Regions from separate parts of the Rattus norvegicus genome. Here regions 1 and 2 are each linked to region 3. The links are chromatin contacts, called in public Hi-C maps. All regions are on one chromosome and are shown on one strand. The core of a region is the stretch at or near the end of the contact, and the rest is flanking DNA. Distances in the headings are between cores, read along the strand shown.

The links. A called contact is a pair of places that touch in the nucleus more often than the background predicts.
Region 1: a contact with region 3 is called in a Hi-C map of the A7r5 cell line, with 11 times the contacts expected there. The contact joins the promoter of Bloc1s4 here to the promoter of Grpel1 in region 3. A contact is called at or near these places in 11 of 12 Hi-C or Micro-C datasets (the A7r5 cell line, Schwann cells, frontal cortex and 6 more) and 1 of 1 datasets of contacts at active chromatin or transcription factors (oligodendrocytes).
Region 2: a Hi-C map of Schwann cells shows a contact between it and region 3, with 2.4 times the contacts expected there. The contact joins the promoter of Kiaa0232 here to the promoter of Grpel1 in region 3. A contact is called at or near these places in 2 of 12 Hi-C or Micro-C datasets (Schwann cells and frontal cortex).

Annotation. Positions count from the first base shown.
Region 1 is chr14:78,265,928-78,270,256 of GRCr8, reverse strand. It overlaps Bloc1s4 (biogenesis of lysosomal organelles complex 1 subunit 4), which reads right to left and starts at 2,522. Exons shown (of 1, transcript NM_001100766.1): 1 at 1,222-2,522. The coding sequence starts at 2,498. The coding sequence ends at 1,851.
Region 2 is chr14:78,317,493-78,321,617 of GRCr8, reverse strand. Kiaa0232 (KIAA0232 homolog) reads right to left here and starts at 2,433. Exons shown (of 9, transcript NM_001109388.1): 1 at 2,335-2,433.
Region 3 is chr14:78,520,473-78,524,816 of GRCr8, reverse strand. It overlaps Grpel1 (GrpE-like 1, mitochondrial), which reads left to right and starts at 1,949. Exons shown (of 4, transcript NM_024487.4): 1 at 1,949-2,023. The coding sequence starts at 1,962. It also overlaps a transcript of Tada2b not described here.

The DNA of each region.
Region 1 (4,329 bases), core at 1,273-3,772, 260 kb after region 3:
TACAGACCACTGTGAGCTCTCACAAAACTCAACTGGGCTATCCGGGCAGTGGATTGTATGTCTTTAACCCCAGAACTTGGGAGGCAGAGGCAGGAGGGTCTCTGAGTTCGAGGCCAGCCTGGTTGACAGTACCAGTTCCAGGAGGACATCCAAGGCTACACAGAGAAACCCTGTCTTGAAAACCGAAACCAAAATGAAGTGGGGAAGAACCATGCTCTTAAGTGCTAAGCAACTCCTTACGTAAGCAATCTTTTTTGGTGTTGAGACAGGGCGCTACTCTTGTACAGGCTGGCCTGAAACTCTATTCTCACACTCACTGACTGTCATAAAATGTATTAATAATTTCTTTTTTTTTTTTTTGGTTCTTTTTTTCGGAGCTGGGGACCAAACCCAGGGCCTTGCGCTTCCTCAGTAAGCGCTCTACCACTGAGCTAAATCCCCAGCCCCATATTAATAATTTCTAATAGCACCCACTATATTCTGAACAGTAAATGTGGGTCACTTGTCCCTTCAGCTTTTAAACTTAGCTGTTTCTTGAACTACAAACCAAATGAAAAAATGCCACCATACAAACACAGAAAGTCCACAAAAAGCCAAAGAGATTATATTACCACCTTTATCTGTCTGTCTGTCTATCTATCTATCTATCTATCTATCTGAGGGTTGCAACCCTGGCTGTCCTGGAATATGTAGACCAGGTTGGCCTCAAACTAAGAGATCCACCTGCCTTTGCCTGAGTATTGGGATTAAAGGCATGTACCATGATACCTGGCTAAGTCATTTACTTCCTAATATATGGTCTTCTTAGCTAGCTCCCCAAGCTGACCTGGAACACACTCTATAGCCTGCCTCTGACTGAATGCTAGGATTGCAAATGTGTGCTACCACACCTGGCTCCATTACTGATTTTACCCTGACAGACAGCAACAGACTTAGCTGAGTACCTTACTTGGGGCTACTACCTGGGAGAACGAACTTAGGGAATAGGAGTTTGTTGTTCAAACATTCTGTGTGCCCGGAAGTTAAAGAACAAAACCCTCCTACTGCTCCAAAAGACTCAGCGGGGAAGAATCGCAGAACTGTGAAAACAGCATCGAGGTTGGCTTTTCACCCAAACCTTCAGAAGAAGGAAGTTGCCTTTTCTTACTCGACTATTAAAACCATGAATGACAAGTTCATTTCTAAACAAACTACGGTAAATAATTTCCAGAAGGAAATATCTGCCAAAGAAATTTAACATTTTAATGAATGTGTTATAGACCACTGACAACCATACATTAATATGCTTGCTTTGATAAACTAAGTCTGAGTCATACTGTCAAATACAACTTCAGAACTCTCTGCACAAAACGCCCAGTTTGCTATCTTGTTTCCGTTGGTTTACAACGCGGGTCCTTCCTCCATGGCCCGCCTGGCCGCTTCCGGTGCTAAGCGATTGCGTTTCCACGCTATGGAAAACTGAACATAATATTGAATCTGCCATCTTTCCCAGAATGCTACAGAAAACTGAACCACTGTTACGATTTAAGAATACAGCTTTAATTTCTTGGTCACTTTTGATCATATAAATATATAAATCTTAACAAGGTAACACTGTTCACTGTAATAAAGGCCATAAAATAACAGCTCTGCCATATTGCACAGATAAATTAATTCAATTGGCTTCCCCAGGCCCCGACCAAAGAGCTTTTGAATCAGCACTGGAAGACATAAGGATCTACACTCTTGACATCGATGTCAAGTCGCTTGCAGAAAATAAACTTTAACATTTCACAAGGCGGTATCATGTATGCCAATTAACAGTCTGGACAAGAGTCTCACTGGAGTCCTCCTGTGGTAGAGCTTCACGCTCAGAGTTGCGGTCTGTCACCGCTGCCAGGGAAGTGATCCTCTGTCCGAAACAGGACTGGCGGCTCGTACACTGCGCGCTGGGGCGCGGTGGGCGCCGACTTAAAGAGAGCGGGAACGCTGATGGTATGCAGCAGCCTCCGAAAGGCTCGGGGGAAGGTCCCCAGTTCGGCTTCGGCCTTGGTGACTTGCTCCTCCATTCTGGCCACGCTACTACCGATCATCCTCACGAAGGCCTCTAGTTTGTCGATTCTGCCGTAGATGCGCCTCATCTCGGCGGCTTTAGCGTGGATCCGAGGCACACCCTCGCTCACCACATGAGACGAGTCTCCGCGAATCATGTCCAGCATGCCCACGAACTCGTCCACCTTGGCGAGCAGGTCCTCCAGGCTGGCGTCCAGCGCCTCCACCTCCGGCCGCGGCCCGGTGGCAGGCAGCAAGCTGGAGGCGTAGCCCAAGGCGGCGCGGCGCAGCAGCGGCAGGTCGCGGCCTGGCGCGTCCTCGGTGCCGTCATCTTCCCAAGGTCCGGACGCGCTGCTGTGGCTCTGCGATACGTGGCCGCTGTCCCCGCTCCACGCGGCGACCAACGGCTCGGCCTCCTCAGTCGAGACCTCTCGAGACAGGGTTCCGATCGCGGGTCCTTCCTCCATGGCCCGCCTGGCCGCTTCCGGTGCTAAGCGATCGCGTTACCTTCCGCGGTCCCTGCTTCCGGCGCCTCCTAAATGCGTCATGCCCCTTACCACCCAGCCAATCCTATTATCCACATGCCCAGAAGAGACCAAAGGGTTGCTGTCTGTGTTCATAGTGTGTGCTGGCAGAGTTTGCACATGTTACTAGTCCAAAGAGGATGACAGATGATTAGATGATTGATAGAAAGATGGGTAGATGACGTCAAGATAGATAATAGATAATAAATAGATTAGACTATTAGTGGCACAAGCCTTTAGTCACAACACTCAAAAGACAGAGGTAGACAAATCTCTTAAGTTCAAGGCCAACCTGGTCAGTTTCAGCCCAGCCGAGGTCGAGTAGTGAGACCCTGTCTTAAAGAAACAAACAAGCAGACAGACAAATCAGTATATGACTGATTGATAGGTAGATCAATGGTAAATTGATAAATGGTAGTGGAAGAGAAATACTCTAAAGCAGAGCTAAGGATGCCCATAGAGACCTTTATGCATTCCCTCATAGCCAGGTTACCTGTTTCTCCACCTGCCCTGTAGTCAGCCAAGGCTAAACCTCCGTAGATGGAAGGATATTCCAAAGACCTGCCTAGGGACTGGGGGACTCCGGGTGTTTGCGCTCCAGAGTGGTACAAAGCACTTCCCGTTTTAATTATTAAAGTAAGCAAAATATGAGGTGATGTTTACAATTAATTTAAGCAAATACGAGTACAGGAAATACACCTGGTGTTATCCTCTTTGGTTTTGTAAAAAGAACAAGAACATTTCTCCTATTCGTCTTTCTCACAGAGACAATGTGGACATGCCCAGACATTGCCTTCATGGCCTTGCTTTCAAGTGTGTTCACTTATCACAGTTTATGTAATTCTTTCTAGAAGGCCACCTTGTGGGAAGACCATTCTACACACTGCTCTGTCCCTAGTTCACAGTGAGTTCACAGCTTTCTTACGGGGTACCCAGCACCACCCAGTAAGCCTCCTACCTGCTTCTTTCCCTTTACCAATGACAGCAAAATAAATTGTAAGCAAAAGCAAGAACAGTGGAATGCAAAAGTCATCCTACTGAGTGGTCATCTTGGCGTCCTCACAAAAGAAATAATCGATAATCCCTCCCAAGCATGGAGTACACCAAGATGCTATCAGGGAAAAAAAAAAAGGAATAAAATTCTTAAAATTCTTAGAAACATCCAAGGTGGCTTCTCCTAGACCCGTACAGTCTGGCAGGTCTCTGGGAAACTTAGGGTCTTATTCTTCAACACTGTCACGTGAAGACAGGCATAAAGTGGAGATGGCCTTGTCTTCATGGGGTTTGTAGTGGATACTTTGTCCAAATGGCCTGAACCCCATTATCAGGAGGCGTAAAGCAGATCCGCAGTATGGAACAGCTGAGAAAGGCTTGGAATTCTTACTATTGACGAACTCACACCCAGGTGGGCACTCACACACGTCCTGCAAAAGACCGGGTGGTGGGGACAGCTGGAGTGTTGTTAGGTGTTAAACGCATCCTCTTCCAGGGTAGAATTCACAAGATCTCTTTCCCCTCTGGGAATTAGGAATTAGAGAAGAAGAAAAACACCTTTGAGCGACACAGCAGAGAAAACTACAAGTTGCTTCAGGCCATCTGGGTCAGCTGACTGGAGCCCATCACTGGGAACCTGAAACACATCAGGGAGGTTCTTGCCACAGAGACAGTGAATGTCAGCCTTTCATAGCCCAAGATTTAAAAAAAAAAAGAAAAAGAAATGTTAACTGCTCTTAAGAAAGCTACTTCCTGGGCTGGAGAAACAGGTTGGCCGTTT
Region 2 (4,125 bases), core at 1,184-3,683, 200 kb after region 3:
AAGCCCACAGGACTAGAGACTGCCATGTGTTTGGGAAAGAGAATCCTGGAAGCCAGGCAGAGAGAAAGCAACAGTGGCCTGAAGACAACTGACTGCTTCCCACCAGCAGGGGAATGTGAGGACTTGAACTATCACCACTAACACAGCATTTTAAGAGCTTGAGTAAGGATGAAATTACTTCACATCCTCCCTCTCTGCCTATCTATCCTGCAAGACAGGTTATCACCATTCTTCCCATTTCACAGATGACAAAACTAGCTCAGAGGCCATTAACTGCTCCAAGTCAAATGATGCAAAACCAGGGGCAAAGCTCAGGCTTGGTGCATTTCCACACAAGAGGAATAGCAAGCCCAACGCCTTTAAAGAGCCCTGGTATAAAACCAGGCACAGAGGAAGCTACATAACAAATGGGAACAAGCGAAAACACCATTAAGTTTCTTTTTTTAACGTTCATAAATTGTATATCAAATACACCAACCATCCTTTAAACAGATTTGCCTTGTTAAATGTTGCCATGTTAAAAATATTTACCCTTCTGTTCAAAGAACAATACACGTATCTCTATGACACTAAGTAAGAACAAAACTCTCCTCTTGATATCTCACTGGCCAAGGCAGCACTTTCTTAGTGAAAATAGGCTCATAAAAAATCTGTTACACTCAACTTGAAGCCCTATTTTACATTTTGAGAATTTAATACTGAGCTTCATCTGGGCTACATCCCGAGCCCTAATTACTTTTTAAATGATTAAACATTTGTGGAATCCCAGCGATGGGGAAGCTGAGACGGGAGGATCCCTGAAGCTTGCTGGCCAGCAAACCTTGCTGAATTGGTGAGCTCCAAGTTCAGTGAGAGACCCTGACTCAAATCCCCGCATTTCAAAGTCAGAGGCAGTCATATCTCTAAAGTTCTTGGCCAGCCAAGTCTAGCCTATCTCAAAAATGACACCTTAGGGCTTGAGAGATGGCTCAGTGATTAAGAGCACTGGACGGTCTTCCACAGGACCCAGGGTTCAATTCCCAGCAATTGCACAGTGGCTCACAACTGTCTGTAACTCCAGTTCCAGGGGATCTGACACCCCTACACAGATATACATGCAGGTAAAATACCAATACACATTAAATAAATATTTTTAAAACAATTCTAAAAAAACACCTGATATTGATCACTGGCCTCCACACATAAATATACATGCACCCAAACACATACATAAATACATACATAATTAAAATTCGATGTTTGGATAAGAGAAGATAGTGGGGAAGTATGATAAAGGTACATTATATAGATATATGAATGAACTTGTGCGAGAACACATTTTAAAAGTACATCATTCGGCAAGAGTAGCAACTAAATATACAATAATAAATATTAACTGCAAGAAGCCTCTGTGGGTATTTCAAATGCACAGTTCCAGAATGGTTTTTGTCGTAAAGATCCTGAGACCTAGTTAAGAATGGTTCAGCCCAAAATATCTGCGGGCGAATATTTGACCTTCAGAATGCAGAGTGACAGATTTTTTTTTTCCCTTTCCTTTAAATCTGAAGCCTCTAAACCCGACAAAGTGTCATGCAACGGGTCCTATACTGTTGGCAGAAATCCTGAGTGGGGTTTTCATTGCACTGTCTTTTCCATGGCATCACCTGTTATCCAAACTGCTCGTCCCCAGCTCCTCAGCAATCCTCTCCTACCGTTTCCTTAGCAAGTCAAGAGCCAGAAATGCAAAATGCATTGTCAGTTACTTGGGCAACGAGGCAAAGTCTACGATGCAGATGAGAACCAAGAACCCTATTTAGTAAATGATTCCAGAGTCGCATGTCCCCTTCCCCAGCTTATCTCCATCTCACTTTTCTTGGTTAAACCTTTAAGGTTTGTCTACAGAAGGGCAAACACTGAAGGGAGGGGTTGCCAGGTTTGGGGGTCTGCTCCCCATTGCTCGTCCTGTCCTCTACGCAGCGCGCTCAGCCCTGGCCAAGCGGTGGACGCCGGGAGCTCCAGGGACACCGGCCGGAAGCCGGGCCGCGAGGGTCCGGGCGGTGGCGCGCGCAGGCCGGCGATTCCAGGGCCTGTCACTTCTGCCCCCGGCCGTCACCTTCTCGGACCCCGCGCCATAGGCCCGCGTGCCCGCCACTCACCGAGCCGCGCCCGCCCCCGACCGCCGAAGGACAAAGCTGAGGGCGCCGGGCGAGGCTCGGCCGCTGTCCTCAGGCCGGGCCGCCTCAGCCCGCCGCGGCCCATTGTGCGCACTCATCGCACGCCGCCCGCGGGGTCCCCGAGTCGGACATCCCTCGGGCCAGCCCCCCGCCGCGGCTCCGCTCCCGGCACCCCGCCTACCTGCCAAGGCTACCGGGTGGGCGCCTCTCCTTGCGCTCCGAGGGCTGCAGGCGGCTGCCGAGCGCCGGGCGGCCCTGGCCTGCGCCTTACGTAAAGCGGCGGCGGCCCCAGCGCCAGGCGGCGGAGGGCGGGAGGCGGCGCGCAGCAGCCGCTCCGCTGCGTTACCTGGCAACGGCCTCAGCGCCCGGCCAGCCAACGCCGGGTTCCGTATCCTTCCGCCCAGGCGCCGGGATTACATCAGCGCGCCGGGGCTCCGCCCTCGTGATGTGGGTGAGGGAGTAGCAGGCACACAGGTCTGGGTTCTGGGGTGCTGAAGATCCTGACACCGCAAGGGCGGCCTGGGGATCTGAGACTTTGAAGCTTCACCAGGTCCTGAGAGAGGGCGCCAGGGTCGGTGACCTCCGCTGGGGCACTCGGGCCGGGCTTTGCCGAACCCTTCCAACATGCACCCCCACGTTACACCTGTCCGCGCCCCCTCTTCCCTCTTCGCCACGTCCTGGGATGGCTGGAGTGGGCGGCTTAACATAAAGACTTCAATTAAAAAAAAAGTGACATGGCTTTTTTATGTTATTATTAAGTAGGCAAAAAATAAAAGACCTTCTGGAAGATTCGGAAGTGGGAGCCAAAAATGTGCACTAACCTTTTAGTCAAAAGCCTCTTCCCACCTACTCACCTTCCCTAAATGTGACTCCTAGGCTCTTCTAGAAAAGCAGATGTAGATGTCAGAAGTACTAGGAAGGAAAAACCTGAAATGTGCCTTTCTATACAAAGGCAAGAACAGGTCCGGAAGGGGAGTGACCTGCATACAGTTCATCAAACTCATTGAGCACCGCCAGGCACCAGGCCCTGCTCTTGGATTCAGAGCCTGAAACTCAGGCTCAGCTCAGGCTTCTGGGAGGAGGGGAGAACTGAAAGTACTTTTCTGCTGAAGTAGGCTGGACTCTGTATGCAAGCCAAGGTCAGGAGCCTAAAAGAACTGTCGTTTCATTGAATCCATACTGTTTCCAAGTGCAAACATCTTTTCACTCTCTCAGAGAAACCCAAGGTAAAGCCTTATTGGCCCATTTCACTGGTAAGAAGAGAGACTCTGAACAGGCTGCTGAATGGATGGCTGCTGGGTGGAGGCAGAATTTGAGCCCAAGGCCCTTGGCTCTGTTGTCTGGAGATCTTTTTCTTCAGCCAATTCTTACCCTTCCTCAGTTTGCTCCCTGTTTTGTTGCCTCGGGGTTCATTTCAGGTGACTCACAAACCACAGTTGTATTTAGTACACATCTTTTGGTTACCTGTGCTAGCGCAGCCAGGAGAACTCCCATAACATGGGAGAGAGTGGAAAATCCAGAGCCATCTGGGAGCAAAGGTGGGGACAAATGGTGTCAGGATCTTCAGGCCCTCAGAAGTCAGGGTTGCACAAACCAGTGAAACGTTTCCCCAAATATGGAGAATTTGCACACTTTTTTTGGGTACGTTCATAACATTACGGTCTCCTAGTCTGTACCTTATGTAAAGGCCTAGTGATAGTAAGAAGTTTCAAAAGGGTAACAAAGTATCGCAAATGTCTAAAAGGAAAGGTACCACAGCCACTTTGTAGCTATACTGTTGACTATTTTCTGTGTGTATGTACTCCTTGACTGGTTGTGGAGGTCCAGAGGGTGACAGCAGTTATCTTCAACCACACTCCATCTTTTTTTTTAGACTTATTAATGTGTACGAATGAATCACAGCTGGAGTGTGGGGGTCAGAGGACAACTCCTATAGTTATGATTTTATTGATCGGAAGCTCCAGAAGGCTGC
Region 3 (4,344 bases), core at 700-3,199:
AAACAGATGCAGTTTGGTGACCCGCTGCTACTACCAGGGAAAGCCACAGGAGGTTTAAGTCTTATCCCAGAAAGCTTCAAAGGAAATTGTACAAGCCCCATGGTATTCATCCGCCGGCTTCAGCACTGTCAACACTTTTCCACAGTCTTACAAGAAACCTCACCTTTTAAAACTAGAGTACTTTTTTTCCTTTTTTTTTTTTCCAGAGCTGGGGAACGAACCCAGGGCCTTGCGCTTGCTAGGCAAGCGCTCTACCACTGAGCTAAATCCCCAACCCCAAAACTAGAGTACTTTTAAAGCCATTCCCAAACAACATGACAATTTACCATAAATATGCCCATTCACAGCCCTGCCCATTGGCCCGTATCATTCCCTAACAAAAGGGCCAGTGGCACCGCACTATCATCTGATACCCGTCACACTCAATTTCCCTTTTCACAGTTGGTCTGTTCCATCACCACCGAGTGCCATAGACTCAATCCAATTATGCCTTTTCATTTCGTTAGTGCTCTAACGGTATCCCCTCTCCCCCTACTCGACCCCAGCCCTAATGAATTAACAAATCAGGCCACTTGTCCTACAACACACCAATGAACCAGGATTCCTGGAAACTGCAGCAAAGGCTGAATAAAGAATTAAAACCTCTATGACTGTGGAGAGGCTGAATCGTTGCAGGTGCAGGGCCTAATTGCAATTTATCTTGGGCTATCTTTAGTCCATTAAATAGATTCTTTGCCCCACTCTGTGTCAGACCTAACGTCAAGATAAACAGATTAAAATCTTGGTGACGCGTAGTAACAAAACCCTTATTCCCCACCAATCAAAGGGCGAAGAATGAGGCCTGCAGCTGAGGTTCCGGTTTGCTGTAATCACCTACCGAACATTTCCACTAATACATTTTTCGACTTGAATTGTGGCTTTCTTTGTTCTGCTACTATGCAAACGTCCTGAAACTGTTTTCCCATTGGAACGTAGGATTTGGGGTGTCCTAAAACTGTTTCTGCACTCATTATTGGCTCCAGAATTAACTTATTCCCCATGAGGTGAGTGCTGTGCTTTTGGGTGGACATGTTCCCCAGGCCACCGACAAAAAGCAGCATGTGTTGAGGAAATGGTTTTAATAAAAGCGAAGTTAAATAATAGACTTTTTGGTCCTTTTGAGGGCACTCGCAAACTGTAGTCCACAGACGAAGCGTGGAATTCCGTCTCGGAATTTGAAGGAGCGGGGAGAGGAAGGAAGCAGTTGCATATACAAGAAAGCATCCTCAGACATCTCTCAGCTTTGCGACCTCCCCCATAGTACTGACCAAACATCTGCACCAAATCCTCGAAGCTCTCCTGCACACACTGCTGTTAGTTCATTTTCTTATGTTGCATTCTGAGCAAACTGGAGGTGGCAGAAAGCACAAAACTAAGTCATGCTCATCGGGCGGTCCACAGGCAGCCTGCTGACATAGCGTGCTTGCGGCAGACGTAGTAGAGATGGGGTCCGTCCCTTCCCGGGACGCCACCCCCCACCCCCCCCCAAAAAAAAACGTTGGCAGAATGTAGCCGGAGCCTAGAGCGAACACCAGTCAACTGGCATGCGTTCCACGGTCCCCAGCCCAGCGCTCGCCGCCTCCCGCCCCGCCCCGCCCCGCCCCGGCGCTCTTCCTCTTCATTGGCTATCTCCGGGCGCGCCCACGCCCACAGAAGCTCCGTTTCCCTCCACCCCCTCCACCCCTCCCGCTTCACCTTTCACCTCCTCACCTTCCGGGACTCCCAGAAGCCTCAGTCCCCGCCCACCAGAGAAGGGGGAACCGGTACTCTGTCATGACTCGCAATTATTGGTGGAAATTATCTGTCCATCAGAACAACGGCGATCACGGATTAGCTAAACAACAGCAGTAGGTGGGGAAGCCGGTGTAGGGGCTTTCGCGCATGCGCAGTGTGAGTGCAGTGACGCGACCCCGGGGGTAGTCATGGCGGCTCGGTGCGTGAGGCTGGCGCGGCGCAGCCTCCCGGCTTTGGCGCTGTCGTTCAGGTAAGAGAGCACTGCTCCTCCGCGTCGGCCCCACTCTTGGCCCAGAGCTCTGGCGAGGACATTAGCAGCAGGTCTGGTCCCCGCATCGGTGCCCGTGCGCCCTGAAGTCTCATCCTCACAGTCGGATCCCCGTGCCTGGCCTCAACGCGCGGGTGTCCCGGTGTTTGCTGTGCGGCGCTGCACGAACTGGGCCCGAGGGCCGAGGAGTGGGGCCGCTGGGGCGTAAATGTGGGGATCTGGGTGATGCGTCAGGTGGAAGGCTCCGCCATTTGCTTGTCAGGCGACACACGGTACTCTCACCGGCATAGGGGCACCACCCCTCCTGGAATTGCAAAAGACAACAAGCGGGAGACTTGCCCAAGGTCAGGCAGCCAGGCAGAAGCCCGCCTGCCTAGGGGCTGGGGTTACTGATCCCTAATCCAAACCAGAATGTGTGCTGCCTGGTTATTGGCTTTTCCCACTGTCCCTCACATTTTGTCCTCCGCGGAATGTGAAGTCCAAGGAGCAACAAAGACAGTGTGCGCAGTTTAATTAGATAAATGCCCATTTTTTTGGCAATCTTTACCTTAACTCGTGGCTTCCGGCTTTTGAGTCGCACCTCCAAAGTTAGGCAGTGCTCAGTTTCTTTAGCTTGTTTCTTCCTGGAACCAAGTTTTTGGTTGATTTAAAAAAAATAAAAAGAGCGACTTTGCCCGAATCTTGTGGAAACTGAGCGGAATGGGAGCGGGCCTTTTCATCTAGTGAGAGTTAACATGTGGATGATCTCTTATACGTGACCACAAGATGAAAACAGGCTTACATTGTGCAAAGAGCTGGGAGCTAAGCAGTGAGCAGTCTGGAGTATTCCCGTGGAAGCATTTCTTACTTGTGGTGCTTAGAGTTGACAGGAAGGATTCCCATCCGGTCCCATCCCCCAGCTTGGTTTATGTCTGTCTCTTAAATTGTGGTTTTGAAGAAAGGTGCTCTAGTAGGAAGGACAGCCGTATAGCTGCTAGTCATAACTCCACAATATCCCTAAGCTTGGCTTCCCTCTTCCCTGAGGGACCTAGTCCTAGTTCCTTACATGAAAGTATCTGTACAGCAAAACTCTTGCTGAAAGGCTGATTGTCACTCCCAGGGGTGGAGATAATTCATACTGTAGGCAGGCTTCACATGTGTATGGGTGTTTTGCCTGAACATAGGTCCATGCACCATGTGTGTGCCTAGTGCCTTCAGAGGTCAGAAGAGTTACAATTAGCTGGTTGTTACCTGGGAATCAAAGTTAGGTCCTCTACAAGAATAACAAATGCTCTCCACCACTGAGCCAACTCCCCAGCCCAGATTCTTAGCTTTTTTAAAAGCATGACAGAATAAAAAATAAAATTAAGAGGTCACTGCTGGGGCCAGGGGTTGGGGGGGTCGGTAGTTAAACACTGGCTGCTTTTGTGGAGGACCTACCTGGGTTTAATTCCCAGCATCCACAGTGGGTCAGAGCCGCCTGTAACTCCAGCTCCAGGAGATCCCATACCTCCTGGCTGCCTCTTCAGGTTCATGTCGAGGATTCATTAGACTTCTCTTTGCCTTTCCTCTGCACAACGCTCATACTCCCACTTCCACCCCTCTGTCCAAGTGATTCCCAGTTCCTGAAATGCACCGCTTACCCACCCTACCCTGTAACTCACCTGGGCCTGCTTTGGATCTGTGCAGAAGAGCGCACTGCAATCCCAGGACTCAGCACCTGGGAGACTGAGGTTAGAAGATTGCAAATTTATTGCCAGACTCAATCTCGGAGTAAACAAATGCATCAGAAAGAAAAACAGGGGCTGGAGAGAAGTCTCAGTGGCTGAGAGTGCTTGCTATTCTTGTAGAGGACTCAAGTTTAGTTCCTAGCACCCACACTTAGACAGAGCACAACTGCCTGCAATTCCAGCTCCAAAGTATCCAGTGGTTTTGGCTTTCATAGGTACCCAAACTCACGTGGCATACACTTACACAGATATACACATACAAAGGCACACATGGACAGACAGACAAACAAGCACATAATAAATATAATAGCAACACATTTTTTTCTTTTTGTTAAATCAGCTTGCGGTCCACACCTTTAACTGAGGCAGAGGCAGTCAGAGCCCTATTGAGTTTGGGGCCAACCTGTTCTACATATCAAATTCCAAGCCAGCCAGGGCCCTGGCTCAGAAAAGAAAAACAAGTGTCCTGGATTTCCCTGCAGCCATAGGTGACTGTGTTTTGGGTGTTTACTTTTTCTGTCTGATGACAAGATTTCTGCTTAGGCCACTGTCATCAGCAGCATGTGCAGTGGGCCTTGTTCTATGAAGGAGTCT